2 separate regions of the Callithrix jacchus genome follow, and region 2 is linked to region 1. A link is a contact called in public Hi-C data. All regions are on one chromosome and are shown on one strand. The core of a region is the stretch at or near the end of the contact, and the rest is flanking DNA. Distances in the headings are between cores, read along the strand shown.

Evidence for each region. Hi-C and Micro-C count contacts between places; a contact is called where the count stands out from the background.
Region 2: a contact with region 1 is called in a Hi-C map of induced pluripotent stem cells, with 2.3 times the contacts expected there. The contact joins two enhancer-like sites.

The regions. Positions count from the first base shown.
Region 1 is chr19:33,056,498-33,063,687 of calJac240_pri, reverse strand. All of the region lies in intron 3 of LOC103789298 (a long non-coding RNA gene), which reads left to right. Among named protein-coding and RNA genes, the nearest start is that of SLC60A1, 27 kb to the left of the region's middle. Within about 2 kb of position 4,062, at least 4 of the 16 cell types and tissues checked have an H3K27ac peak or open chromatin away from gene starts, as enhancers often do.
Region 2 is chr19:33,173,807-33,180,996 of calJac240_pri, reverse strand. It overlaps SLC45A3 (solute carrier family 45 member 3), which reads left to right. Exons shown (of 6, transcript XM_002760723.6): 4 at 1-299; 5 at 979-1,244; 6 at 3,405-5,550. The coding sequence ends at 3,842. Among named protein-coding and RNA genes, the nearest start is that of SLC45A3, 24 kb to the left of the region's middle. Within about 2 kb of position 3,781, at least 5 of the 16 cell types and tissues checked have an H3K27ac peak or open chromatin away from gene starts, as enhancers often do.

The DNA.
Region 1 (7,190 bases), core at 2,813-5,312:
GACCAACCCCCAGGGGTCTTGCTGGAGGAGAAGGGGCTCTTAGAGACAGCTGATTGGCCTCAGGAGAAGGGCGGGAGGAGGGCTTTTTCTCACATTCAGTCAGTCATCTTGGTGAAAATGGGGCTGGGAGCCCAGGTAACACATCCTGACACTTCCACTCCCTCCTGGGAAGCTTCCAAGTCTTCTTGCCTGCCCCTGTCCAGAAGAAAATTGGGCAGGAGGGGAGGAGACAGGAGCAGGGGAGTGACTGAAGCAGAGCCCAACCCCAATCTGTCTCCTTTCCTCTTAGAGCATTTGAGATGGTTCCTTGTCTTTTAGCAGATTCATGAAGAAGAGCAGAGCTGGCAGAGAGTCCCATTCCTTCCCAGTTTCTCAGCATACAAAGATCCAGTAATTCACAGACTGCTTTGTCTCTTAGCCAAGCCCTGCCCCCAAGTCCACATAAAAGTTGAACCTTTTTTTTTTTCAAGATGGAGTCTTGCTCTATCAGCCAGGCTGGAGTGCAGTGGTGTGATCTTGGCTCACTGTAACCTCCACCTCCTGAGTTCAAGTGATTCTCCTGCCTCAGCCTCCCGAGTACCTGGGATTACAGGTGTGCATCACCATGCTCAGCTAATTTTTGTATTTTTGGTAGAGACAGGGTTTCACCATGTTGGCCAGGCCGGTCTCAAATTCCTGACCTCAAGTGTTCCATTCACCTCAGCCTCCTAAAGTGCTGGGATTACAGGCGTGAGCCACCATGCCTGGCTGAACCTAAAGGAAATGGAAGAGAAGAGCAGGCCGTGTGCAGTGGCTCACACCTGTAATCCCAGCACTGTGGGAGGCGGAAGTGGGAGGATTCCTTGTGCCCAGGAGTTAGGGAGTAGCCTGAGCAATATATCAAGACCCCATCTCTACAAGTAATCAAATAATTAGCCAGGCATGCTGGGGCACACCTGTAGTTGTAACTACTCAGGAGGCTGAGGTGGGAGGATGGCTTGAGCCCGGGATGTCAAGGCTGCAGTGAGCCAGGATTCACCACTGCACTCCTGCCTGGGCAACACGGTGAGGCTCTGTCTCAGAAAAAAAGTAATAGAGAGAGAAGGACAGGTGTTGAATTCCTTTTGTGTCCATCTGTGCTTTCTCCAAAGCCTTGGTTTAAGAGATACTAATACAGATGCTTCCTAATCCGGCTGCCGCTGCTTTCATCCTTATCCTCATATCCCAGGAGATTTACCAAGAGGATAAATCCCAGTTGGAAGACTTGGACATCTGGCTCCATTTTCGGTACCATCTCCAGATTAGGGCAGCCAGGGAGAAACCTGGACGTGGAGGGCACACAGCCTTGCACAGACACAGACAACTATGAAGTCAACTATTACAAGAGTCCCCGGCCAGGCACAGTGGCTCATGCTTGCAATCCCAGCACTTTGGGAGACCAAGGCCAGCAGATCATGAGGTCAGGAGTTCAAGACCAGCCTGTCCAATATGGCGAAACCCTGTTTCTACTGAAAAAAGCAAATATCAGCTGGGCATAGTGGCACACGCCTGTAGTCCCAGCTACTCAGGAAGCTGAGGCAAGAGAATCTCTTGAACCAAGGAGGCAGAGGTGGCGGTGAGCCGAGGTGATGCCACGCACTCCAGCCTCAGTGACAGAGTGAGATTCCGTCTCAAAAAAAAAAAGTCTCCATGCACAAAATCCTTCCATTAATAATCAATAATGGTTAATATTTACTAGATACTTAATATGTATGACATATTTTGAGGGCTTTTCCCTTGTGTCAGGGAAATGGGTATGTTTCTTACATCTCCATATTACACATCAGGAAACTGAGGCACAGATAGGTGAAGTAAGTGGCCCAAGGTCGCTCAGCTAACAAACAGTCTAGCCAGGATTTGAACCCTCTGGCTCTAGAGCCTATGCCCTTAACCCCGAGGCTATCCTGCCAGGGTTATACTATCTTCTTCAGGGGCTTCTGAGGCACAGCTTGACCCCTGACCCTCTTTGGGTACCCTGGGCCACCCCATGTGTCCAGAGTCTGATTTTGAACTCTAACCAGCCATCCCCACCCACCCCTTGGCTCCCCAGCAGAGTGAAGTGGATCAGCTCCAGCTCAAGACTGCTAGGAGCCCACTGAAGGGAGGCATTGCCTAGAGCCGTTTCATGCAGACTAAGCTCCTTCCAGCACAGCCTGGGCTGTTCATTCGGAGCTGTGGCAGGCTCACTGGGTCTTCATGGCAACGCTGGGGGGTGGACTAGAGTATCCTATACGGCATGTGAGGAATTGAGTTCCGTGAGGTTAAGTCACTGGCCCAGAATCCCAGAGTAGCCCAGCCAGGATTCAAACCCAGAACTCCCCGTGCCATGTGCGGCTCTCCTTCCACAAATCCACAGCTACACCCCAGGCATTCCTGGCTGACAGAGGTTGTAGTTTGGGTGTCTTACCATGGTCTAACCCACCAGACCCTAAGCTACAGTCTTCCCAATTCCTTTCCTTCCCAGACTCTCAGGAAACCACTTGTCAAACTTCTGCTTGCTACAGAATTGCTTGAGGAGAGAATTTCAAATGCAGATTCACAGAGTTCATCCCCCAGGGATTCGGACTTTGGAGGTTTGGGGTAAGACTCTGAATTCTTAGCAAACCCTCAGATAATTCTGAAGCAGTAGGGTCCTGATGCATCCATCTCTGAGAAACCCGCTTTACACCCATCTGAGCGGAATCTGTCCCAGCCCCTCACTCATGGCAGGGGCCCAGAAACATCTGAGGGATGAGTAAATGTTCCTGATTGTGTGGTTCAGGTTTGTCTTTTGGGGGTTGAAAATGTTATAAAGTGCAGTGAGAGATTTTCTAGGCTGAAGATGGGTCCTTTTGCCTTCTGAGAGACTGGGCTGCTTCTCCCGCATTTCACTCTGGAGGTGGAGGTGGAGTGAGGGGAGAGGGCCGCCCCTTGCGGGCTCAGCAGGGCCCTGGGCTGCGTCTGTGTTTTCAGACCAGGTTGCTGCTCTCTTGGCTGAAATCATAAAACAGAGCCCCACGGCAGTGTTTCTCAACCTGGGCTCCAACCATTCCGAATCACTTGTTATTTGTCAAAAATACAGATTCCTGCCCCTAACTCTGATTTGCTGAATTAGGAGGAGGAGGGGACAGGGCCCAGAAATCTGCACTCTGAGCCGGCACCCCACTCGTTGCTTATGCACATGAATGCTTGAGAAATTCTGTCGTAAAACATGGACTTTGGAGTGTCACAGACCTGGGTTGCAGTCCCAGCTCTGCCGCAAAGTAGCTGTGTGCAATCTCAGCCTCTGTGAAACTCAGCTTCCTCATCTATAAGAAATGGGTTACTACACATGCTTATTGGTCTTGCTGTGAGTTGATCCTCCCAAGACCAATGAAACCATGAGGAAATGTATGCAAGGCACGGGACACCTCAGAGAGGCGGCACCCCCAGCCTAGTGGTAAAGAGAGGGATGCAAAGAGGAATACTTTCTCTGGGAGCGCTGAGCATTACTCACCCACTGGCAAACACTGACCTGCTTCAAAACAATTCCGACTTTCCATTTCCTCTGGGGGGAGCTCAGTGAAGCTTTCAAAGGTGACTAGGTCCTTTCCCATACTCAGGTGTGAGCCATGCCAAGTCCCGTGTTGGGGTCATGTGTTGTAAACAAACATAATACAATTTTGACTCCCTCCACACCTCCAGCTGAGCCCTCCATCCACCCCCCCCGCACCCCCCCCATTTCCTCTCCACGTGACATTGCCAAATCCCTCACTGGGAATCAGGCCCAGTCTGAAAGGCCCTCTTGGTAAATCATGGGTCTGCCAAGGTCCCTGGGACCTTTAGCGTCAAAGCCAGGAGTCTCCAAGACCTTCCTTCTCTTTGGCTCTCCAGTCTGGCCATCCAAAGAAATGCCAGAGCTTTTAAAAAGTTTCAGCCATTCATAATGGGTGAGTCCGCTCCGGAAACATTCCCCAGCTCTGCTGAGAGCCTGCCAGGCGACTTGGTGACGTCCTGCTCACAGCACAGACAATGGGCATGGGAGAACAATGCTGAGGAGAAAAACATCCCCCCCTACCGCCCCCACGCCCGTCCATGGGCTCACATCCTCCTAGGAACCCGCCCCCCACCCCCCCATACTTTCCCAGCACTGTGGCGGGGGTGGGGGGAGGAGTGCAGAGAGGGGCTAGAGGACAACTGTGAGAGCAAGTGGGGGAGGGAAATCACCCAAATTTCCCCCATTTGGCTGCATTCTGAACCAGTTGGGTGAGTCAGATTAGAAGCCAAATCTGCTTATTCTGGCTCTCCTGCCAGCCCCGGGGCCACTGCTCATGGCCTGACACGGGACCGGATTAAAACCTCAGCTGGCAAACAAAGCAGTTCAAAGTCACTGACCTATGGTACGCAGCGTTTGGGCAGGGGTGTGTCTGGTAGGAGGCCAACCGTTGCCACTTAACCATATGCGAGGAGTTCAACCTCCCAGAGCCTGGGTTTCCTCATCCACTGAGGTGGGGAAATCGTGCATGCTCTGTCTCCCTCACAGAAGGTGAGGCAACATGGGCTGCTGGCCGTGAAAGCACCTTCATAACTATTAAAAAATTGGCCGAGTGCAGTGGCTCACGCCTGTAATCCCAGCATGTTGGGAAGCCAAGGCGAGTGGATCACTTGGGGTCAGGAGTTCGAGACCAGGTTGACCGACCTGGTGAAATCTTGTTTCTACTAAAAATGCAAAATTAACCAGGCATAGTGACATGCGCCTGTAATCCCAGCTACTTGGGAGGCTGAGGCAGGATAATTGCTTGAACCTGGGAGGCGGAGGTTATAGTGAGCTGAGATCATGCCATTGCACTCCAGCCTAGGCAACAAAAGAGTGAAACTCTGTCTCAAAAAATAAATAAAAAACAAACAAAAAATAATAATAATAATTATTATTATTATTTTAAAAATTACTTGGCCACCAACTGGTGTCATTACCCTAAGTCCCTGAAAGAGGTCATAGCCAGGAATTAGAAGGCATGGTCCTTTTCAACCCAGGCAGCTTACAACATAAACACGAGAAAAAGACTTAGACACTGAAAGCCTAGATTACGGACTAGGCCGTGCGTGGTGGCTCACGCCAAACTGAGGCGAGCCGATTGCTTAAGCTCAGAAATTCAAAACCAGCCTGGGCAACATGGTGAAACCCGGTCTCTACTAAAATACAAAAAGTTGGCCAGGCCTGGTGACATGTGCCTGTAGACCCAGCTACTTGGGAGGCTGAGGCAGAATTGCTTCAATCTGAGAGATGGAAGTTGCAGTCAGCAGAGATGGCACCACTGCACTCCAGCCTGGGTGACAGAGCAAGACTCTGTCTCCAAAACAAAACAAAACAAAATAGTGTAGACGCTAGAATTTCTAGACTGTCTGGCTGGGGGTAGGTCTGGCTGGGGATTGGGAGAATGCTTGGGGAACTTACTGAGAAGGGGTCACTGTTTCTATTCTAAGCTCTGTTTTTACTTTGGTTGTGGGTATTTGGGTGGCCTTTCGGGCAGTGGAGGTTATGAGGAAGCCAAGGTCCCTTGGCACCAGCATTAGCATAGGTCCCCTGGCTACCAACGGAACTGGGCACACACAGGAGTATTCACGGGGCTGATCAAGGAAGGATTCCTGGAGGAGGGGAGTTTGAGGCATGTCTGAAAGAAGAAGAGTGGGGAATACAAAACACAAAAGTGACAGCAGACAGGTTTATGTCAAATCCGGGAGCAAGAATGAGACTCTGAGGGCATCCAGGGCCCACCTTCATTGTAGGGACAGAGAACTAAGGTCTCAGCCAGGTGAGGGATTTTGCCAAAGGCCCAGTGACGGAACTGGAACTGGTGCTGCAGGGAGCTGGAAGGAAGGAAGTCCAAACAGAGGGAACGTGGACAGACGCAGGCACAAGGGTTTCAGGGAGAGGCGCCCACGGGGAAAGCGGGTCCTTGGTCTCATAGCAAGATTGAAGAGTCTGCAGAGAGGCCAGGGCCAGGGTACAAGGGGCTTAGGCACCTTGCTGGGGAGGAGGCACAACCCTTAGTGATGATAGTGGGACAGTGAATGAAATGTCCTGAAGCCTCTCTGGAGCCCCTCTGCAGCCCAGGAACACCTAGGAGTGGAGGTTGGGGAGTAGAGTTTGGAAACACCTTGGAAGCAATTGGCTGCAGCCGTGACTGCGAATGGTCATTCAAGTCTGAAGTCTGAGCAGGAGGATAGCCCCGAGGTGCCCGCTGCTGCATGGAAGGGAAGGGAGAGAGCTGGCCAGGCAAGAGTGGGTTCCAGCAGGTTCCTAAGGCAGCAGACACTTCCTGTTTACATTAATTCATTCATATTTTCATTCACAACTATGAGCCTAGCAAGGAGGCTAGGCTCAGTTTACAAGACTTGCAAGCCAGGTAGGTACTGCAGGGGCTGAGGAAGGCAGGGCAGGGAGGTGGAAGGATCAAGTCATCTGGGCAGCTGTTTACAATCTCTGGGATAATTCCTACTACACCTACAAAATGCAGATACCAGAACCCACTTCAACGCCATTGTTATTTCTGCAACTGATCTCTCTCCTTTACCAGGCTGTCAATTCTTTGAGAATATAACACTGTTTATTTATTTCTGAATCTCTAGTGTTTCACAGAGGGATCTAGGTCAAGAATTTTTTTTTTTTTTTTTTTTTTTTTTTGAGACAAGGTCTTGCTCTGTCACCCAGGCTAGAGCGCAGTGGTGCGATCAGAGCTAACTGCAGCCCAAACTCCTGGGCTCAAGCTCTCCTCCTGCCTCAGCTTCCAGAGTAGCAAGGACTACAGGCGTGCACCACCATGCCTGGCTACTTTTTAAATATTCTGTAGAAACGAAGTCTTGCTATATTGCCCAGCCTGGTCTCAAACGCCTTTCCTCAAGCAGTCCTCCTGCTTTAGCCTCTCAAAGCACTGGTATTACAGGTGTGAGTCACCGGACCTGACCCAAGGAGATATTTTTCTTTCTTTTTTTTTTTTTCAGACAGCCTCACTCTGTTGTCCAGGCTGGAGGGCAGTGGCACTATCTCAGCTCACTGCACCCTCCGCCTCCCAGGTTCAAGCAATTCTCGTGCTTCAGCCCCCTGAGTAGCTGGGATTACAGGTGCCCACCGCCATGCCTGGCTAATTTTTGTAATTTTAGTAGAGATGGGGTTTTACCATACTGGACAGGCTGGTCTTGAACTCCTGACCTCA
Region 2 (7,190 bases), core at 2,532-5,031, 120 kb before region 1:
GGCGGTGCTGGGCCCAGCCGAGCCCGCAGAAGCACTGTCAGCCCACTCCCTGCCGCCCCGCTGCTGTCCATGCCAGGCCCGCCTGGCTTTCCGAAACCTGGGCGCGCTGCTTCCCCGTCTACACCAGCTGTGCTGCCGCATGCCCCGTACCCTGCGCCGGCTCTTCGTGGCTGAGCTGTGCAGCTGGATGGCACTCATGACCTTCACGCTGTTTTACACGGATTTCGTTGGTGAGGGGCTGTACCAGGGCGTCCCCCGAGCTGAGCCGGGCACTGAGGCCCGGAGACACTATGATGAAGGTAAGGCTGCGGAGGCTGGTACCAGAGAGGACACTCGGAGCTGTGTCTGGGCTGTTTCTTCTCCATCCTGGCCCCGACCTCTCCGTCAGGAAAGCAGGGATGGACCCCGTCTGCATACACAGCTCCTCATGGGTGTGGAAAAGCTCTGCCTGCAGTTTCAGGAGGGCCTCCAGCGGCTCTAGGAGTTTGATCAGAGTCATTGCCTGAATTTGGCAGAAGGAAAGGCGGAGCTTGTTCAAAGTCTAGAGGCAGTGGAGGAGTCAAGGCTGGATTTCAGATCGGCCTGGCTGCAGCCACAGTGTGCCCTCTGCTCCCCCAATGATGTACCACATAATCTCACCAGCGCCTTCCAGTTCAAACGTCCTAGAAGCATCTTGAAGCCTATTCCCAGCTACCTTTGTGTTGCCTCTCGCCCTCCTCTCCCCACAGCTGAGACTCCCAGTAAACCTTTAGACCCCTTCCTCTGCCTTTAGCAAGTGGCTTTGGCCACATCCTCTGAGGGCCAGTGGAAGAACCTAGCCTCCCACTGCTACAGGTAGAAAGGGGAAGGGCACTGGGGAGCAGGGCTAGTCTACAGCAGGTGTCCTCCAGCAGGTGCCTGTGGCCCCACATTCTCATCTCTCCCGAGACTGCACATGCCCTTCCCTCCCAGGCACTGATAGCCTCTCTCCCTCTCCAGGTGTGCGGATGGGCAGTCTGGGGCTCTTCCTGCAGTGCGCCATCTCCCTGGTCTTCTCTCTGGTCATGGACCGGCTGGTGCAGCGATTTGGCACCCGTGCAGTCTATCTGGCCAGTGTGGCAGCTTTCCCTGTGGCTGCCGGTGCCACATGCCTGTCCCACAGTGTGGCCGTGGTGACGGCTTCAGCTGCCCTCACCGGGTTCACCTTCTCAGCCCTGCAGATCCTGCCCTACACACTGGCCTCCCTCTACCACCGGGAGAAGCAGGTACTCATTGGCTGGTGGGTGGAGTCAGGGTGGAGGGGTGGTCTGGGTTTTTGGGAGGCCGCCTAGCCAAGAGCCTAGTATTGGCAAGCAACTTTGGAGAAGTCTTCTTTGGATCAGAGAGGAAGCTCATCCTAGTGCCAGGGCCAGAGGCTTGGGCTGCAGAAGAAGAGTGTAGATTAGATTCTGGGAATGACTTCCTGGGGTCAGGACTATGAAGCACTTGAATGGATGATTGCAGGAAATGCAAAATCCGTGTCTGGGAATCCCAAAGAGATAGGCCAGCAGGAGCCCTAGGCTTCTAGCCTGGCTGTTCCATGAAGAGGCAGGGGCTGGATCAGGTGACCCCTGGCCCACACAGCCTCAGCAGATGGGAGTGGGACTGGTCCGGCCTTAGCAACACCTCTTTTTTCAGGGAGTGGCAACCTGACAGCCTGTGTCCTGCTCTGGTCACTGAGATGGGGCAGGCTCCTTCCTGCCCCCTTTCTTTCTGGCTTATTTTTCTTTTCTGTCTAATTCCCTTTTCTTTTCCTGCCCCTCTCCTTTGCCTCCATCCTCTTCCACTTCCCCAGATGTAGACCTAACCCACTTGCTTGGACGCTGTGTAAGCTGTGGGGACCTCCTTCTTGGTCAGCCCCACACTAACCCCCAGGCACCCCCTTCCTTGGGAAGCCACCTAACCCAGGCAGTGTGGTCACCCTAGTCCCCTCCACTGACCTCACTGAGCTACAACCCTGGGGGCTGGACTCTGCCTTGCGGGGCAGGGGTGTCCCAAGAGAAGCGGAGATGCAGGCCTGCTCCCACAGAGCTCCCAGACTGTGGGGAAGACCTGCCCCTGCGCCTCGTAGCACTTGAGGAGAAGTAGGTAAGTTCACAGATGGGAGGCTGGTTAACTGAGTAGGTAGCTGCAGGGTGGGAGGCCTGGAGGGGAGGGACTAAGGTTTTGGTTGGGGGCGCCTGGTTCCTGAGACTCCTGTTGGCCCACTGATAACCTTCAGCCTCTATTCTTCTGATTGCCTGGGCTGGGGACGGGGCTGACATCAGTAGCCAGGCCTCAGTGCATGCTGGTTGTGCCAGGGAATGTTCTGGAGCTAGCCGTCTTCTCCAGATGGAGGAGTGTGTCTGTCCTCAGAATCACTCCAGACTCCAGCCTCACGGACGTTCCTGGGGTGGCAGACAGGGAGAAGTCCTGGGAGGCCCCTTCCTAACAGCAGCTGATGGCGGGCTTGCCGCTGCATGCTGTCTCCTGTTCCTTTGCCCACTTGCGCTGCATGGTGAGCCACGGGCTTCCCTGGTACCAGGTTTGAGCGCTGCCATGGCTCCTAGCTCTCAAATGCAGCCAACCCAACTCTTCTGGCCTAGGGATAGTGTTGGATAAGTCCTGGCCTTGTCCTTTAATAGGAGGCTCTGGGCCACTGAGGGTAGGGACCAAGGGGATGGTGCTCGACCAGTCACCGTGATCTAAGGCAGACAGCGGGAAGGAAGTGAGAGGCCTTCAACATTAGCACAGCTGGTGCCGGGGGAGGTGGGAAGAGGGGCATTTCGCCTGCTTGGGGTCTACTGGATTCTCCCTGCTTCAAGGCTGGGGACAGAGACCTCATGGCAGGGCAGCGACTTCAGTGGCCTCTGGGACCCCAGAGAGGCAGAGCTTCTATGCACAGGGTAATGAGGAATTCCGATGTCGAAGCAGAGGGCAGACAGGAAGGAAGAAGGTTAGGAGAGCCTGCGTGGGTGTGGGCCATCAGGGCCTGCCTTGGCTCTTCTTCCTCTATTCTGTGCATCTCTCTTCCCACCATCTTCATTCTCCCTGCGTCTTTTCCTTACCTTGGAGCTCTGTTCTCTTTCTGACCTGCGGTGTTGGGTTTGTCTGCCTCTTACCTGTTCTAAGAGGCTAGAGGAGCCCTAGACTTCAGGGTTCAGACTTGTCCCCTTGTCCCTGCCCTGCCCCGTTACCCTTCTCCCATTCCTGAGGAAGGGTCTTGGCTAGACCCAGACCAAGTAGGGTCTCCATCTTCTCTCCTGCTCCTGATTCTCATGAAGTCCCATTGCCTGTGTTTTTCTGGACCCTGGGATGGAGGCGAGGGTCTTTTCTCACATTTGGGGGGGTCCTAGTGCTGGGTACACACCTGTCCCCTTCCCCTTTTCTTCACCCTTCCGCCCTAGGTGTTCCTGCCCAAATACCGAGGGGACGCTGGAGGCACCAGCAGTGAGGACAGTCTGATAACCAGCTTCCTGCCAGGCCCGAAGCCTGGAGCTCCCTTCCCCAATGGACACGTGGGTGCTGGAGGCAGTGGTCTGCTCCCACCTTCACCCTCGCTCTGCGGGGCCTCTGCCTGTGATGTCTCTGTGCGCGTGGTGGTGGGTGAGCCCGCCGAGGCCAGGGTGGTTCCAGGCCGGGGCATCTGCCTGGACCTTGCCATTCTGGATAGTGCCTTCCTGCTATCCCAGGTGGCCCCGTCCCTGTTCATGGGCTCCATTGTCCAGCTCAGCCAGTCTGTCACTGCTTATATGGTGTCTGCCGCAGGCCTGGGTCTGGTTGCCATTTACTTTGCTACACAGGTAGTATTTGACAAGAGCGACTTGGCCAGATACTCAGTATAGAATACTTCCAGCACATTGGGGTGGAGGGCCTGCCTCACTGGGTCCCAGCTCCCCACTCCTGTTAGCCCCATCTGGGGGCTGCTGGGCTGGCCACCAGTTTCTGTTGCTGCCAAAGTAGTGTGGCTCTCCGCTGCCACCCTGTGGCGCTGAGGTGTGTAGCTGCACAGCTGGGGGCTGGGGCTTCCCTCTTCCCCTCTTCCCCTCTTCCCCTCTTCCCCTCTTCCCAGTCTCTAGGGCTGCCAGACTGGACACCTTCCAAGTGGGTTTCAGTCTGGACTTCTACAGAGAGGCCAGAAGGGCAGGGCATTTGATTCACTCCATGCACTGGAATGCGGGGACTCTGCAGATGGATTACCCAGGCTCAGGGTTAACAGCTAGCCTCCTGGTTGAGACACACCTAGAGAAGGGTTTTGGGAGCTGAATAAACTCAGCCACCTGGTTTCCCACCTCCAAGCCACCTTAACTTACAGTTTCATTTAATGTAGTCCTTGTGTGGGAGTTTCTAGGATGAAACACTCCTCCATGGGATTTGAAAGTATGAAAGTTATTTGCAGGGGTAGAGTTCTGAGGGTCAGTACACAAGAACCGTGTCCCCTCAGTCCACAGCACTGCCTTTTTGCTGATTCCCCACCACCACCACCACAACTCTCACCTTGGCCTGTTGGTCCCTCTGTTGCCATCATAGGGACACAGGCATTTAAACATTTAATTTATTTATTTAACGAAGTAGAAGGGAATCCATTGCTAGCTTTTCTGTGTTGGTGTCTAAGATTTGGGTAGGGTGGGATCCCCAGCAATCAGGTCCCCTGAGATAGCTGGGCATTGGGCTGATCATTGCCAGAATCTTCTCCTGGGGTCTGGCCCCCAAAAATGCCTAACCCAGGACCTTGGAAATTCTACTGTTCCAACTGATTTTCCAAATGCTGTTACCCAAGGTTAGGGTATGGAAGGAAGGTGGAGGGTGGGGCTTCAGGTCTCAGCAGCTTCCCTAACCATCCCTCTTCTCTCGGCCCAGCCTGGTCCCCCCCACTTCCTCTCCCCTCTACTCTTTCTAGGACTGGGCTGATATTTTTTTTTTTTTTTTTTTGAGACAGAGTCTTGCTCTGTTGTACAGGCTGGAGTGCAGTGGTGTGATCTCAGCTCACCACAACCTCCACCTCCCAGGTTCAAGCGATTCTCCTGCCTCAGCCTCCCGAGTAGTTGGGACTACAGGTTTGCGCCACCGTGCCTGGCTAATTTTTATATTTTCAGTAGAGACGGGATTTCACTATGTTGGCCAGGCTGGTCTCGAACTCCTGACCTCATTATCCACCCACCTCAGCCTCCCAAAGTGCTGAGATTATAGGTGTGAGCCACCACGCCTGGCCTGGGACTAGGCTGATGAAGGCACTACCTGAAATTTCCCCCACCCCCAACTTTCCCCACTGGCTCCACAACCCTGTTTGGAGCTATTGCAGGACCAGAAGCACAAAGTGTGGTTTCCCAAGCCTTTGTCCATCTCAGCCCCCAGAGTATATCTGGGGAATCTCACACAGAAACTCAGGACCACCCCCTGCCTGAGCTAAGGAGGTCTTATCTCTCAGGGGATTTAAGTGCCGTTTGCAATAATGTTGTCTTATTTATTTAGCGGAGTAAATATTTTATACTGTATGTGAGCAATCAGAGTCTAATGTTTATGGTGATAAAATTAAAGGCTTTCTTACATGTTTATTGGCATGTGTTTCTTTTATGAGGGGGAAAGACCAGATCTTTGTACAATGTTCTTAACTCTCAGTTCATGGGATCCTTTGGCTTTTGGCAGCTTCACTTCCCAGTGGCCACCAGCAGGTGGAGGCATAAACCAGCACTCCTTGTGTCAACTGCCAATTGGGTGGGGCTGTGCTGCACCTTGGATTGGGGGATATGGGATTTGGGGAGAGGGGATCAGGAAGAGTCTGGAGTGTGGGACAATGGTGGCATTTTCCTTCTAAAAGACCCCATAGTAGGGCTGGCCAGGGTGAGTCACACCTGTAATCCCAACACTTTGGGAGGCTGAGGCAGGTGGATCACATGAGGTCAAGATTTCGAGACCAGCCTAGCCAACATGGTGAAACCCTAAAAATATATTCTACTAAAAATGTACTTTAGAATATAAATAGGTTTAAATAAATATACATTACATAATTTATTAGAATATATATACTCTACTAAAAATATAAAACATTAGCCGGGTGTGGTGGCACGTGCTTATAATCCCAGCTACTTGGGAGGCTGAGGCAGGAGAATCACTTGAACCTGGGAAGTGGAGGTTGCAGTGAGCCAAGGTCGCGCCACTGAACAGCCTGGTGACAGAGCCAAACTCCATATCAAAAAATAAAAATTTAAAAAATTTAAAAATAGGACAGGTGTGGTGTCTCACACCTGTAATCCTAGCACTTTTGAGAGGCCAAGGTGGGTGGATCACTTGAGTTCGGAAGTTCAAGACTAGCCTGACCAACATGGAGAAACCCCGTCCTACTAAAAATACAAAATAGCCAGGCATGGTGGTGCATACTTATAATCCCAGCTTCTTGGGAGGCTGAGGCAGGAGAATCGCTTGAATCCGGAAGGCAGAGGTTGTGCTAAGCTGAGACCTCGCCATTGCACTCCAGCCTGAGCAACAAGAGTGAAACTCTGTCTCAAAAAAATAAATAAATAAAAATAAATAATAACTTTCTTTAAAAGACCCCATAGTGTGGCCAGGAGATGGAACAAACACCCATCACCCACAGCTTGGGAATAGGGAATGTGCTTGGCATGTGCACAATGAGGCTTTTGACCTCACTGTGCCTTAGTTCATGCCCCTTCCCTTCTCCTCCACCCTCATGCCAGGCAGGTCAAACTCAGAGTCCTCCCTGCCCTGCCATCTCCCCAATGCCTCCAACCTCAACTGGTTTTCCAGTTCCTTAAATGTCCAAGAGTTCAGTTCAGTTAACACCTATGCAAGAGCTTGTTTTCCTTATTTTTAAAAAATGTTTTACATTTAACTTTTTTATTTGGAAAATTCCAAACACACACAATAAGGAGCCAGATATAAAGAACCAAGCTGCAACAGTTACTAAGGTTCTGCCGCTTTGTTTCATGTATCTCCCCTTCCCACCTTCCCCCAGCCGGCAGGGGATGTTTAAAGCCCACACCAGGCAGTTTAGTTTCACCTGTTCATTCTTCTGTATGTGTCTCTAAGACACAGGACTACATTTTTAACAACTTGATCACAATACGGTGATAGCCCACAAAGCATACAATAATCCCTTTCCAATATTCCAGTCCATATACAGTTTTCTCCAGTTGCCTCAAACATTCTGGTTGGTTTGCATCAGGAATCAACTG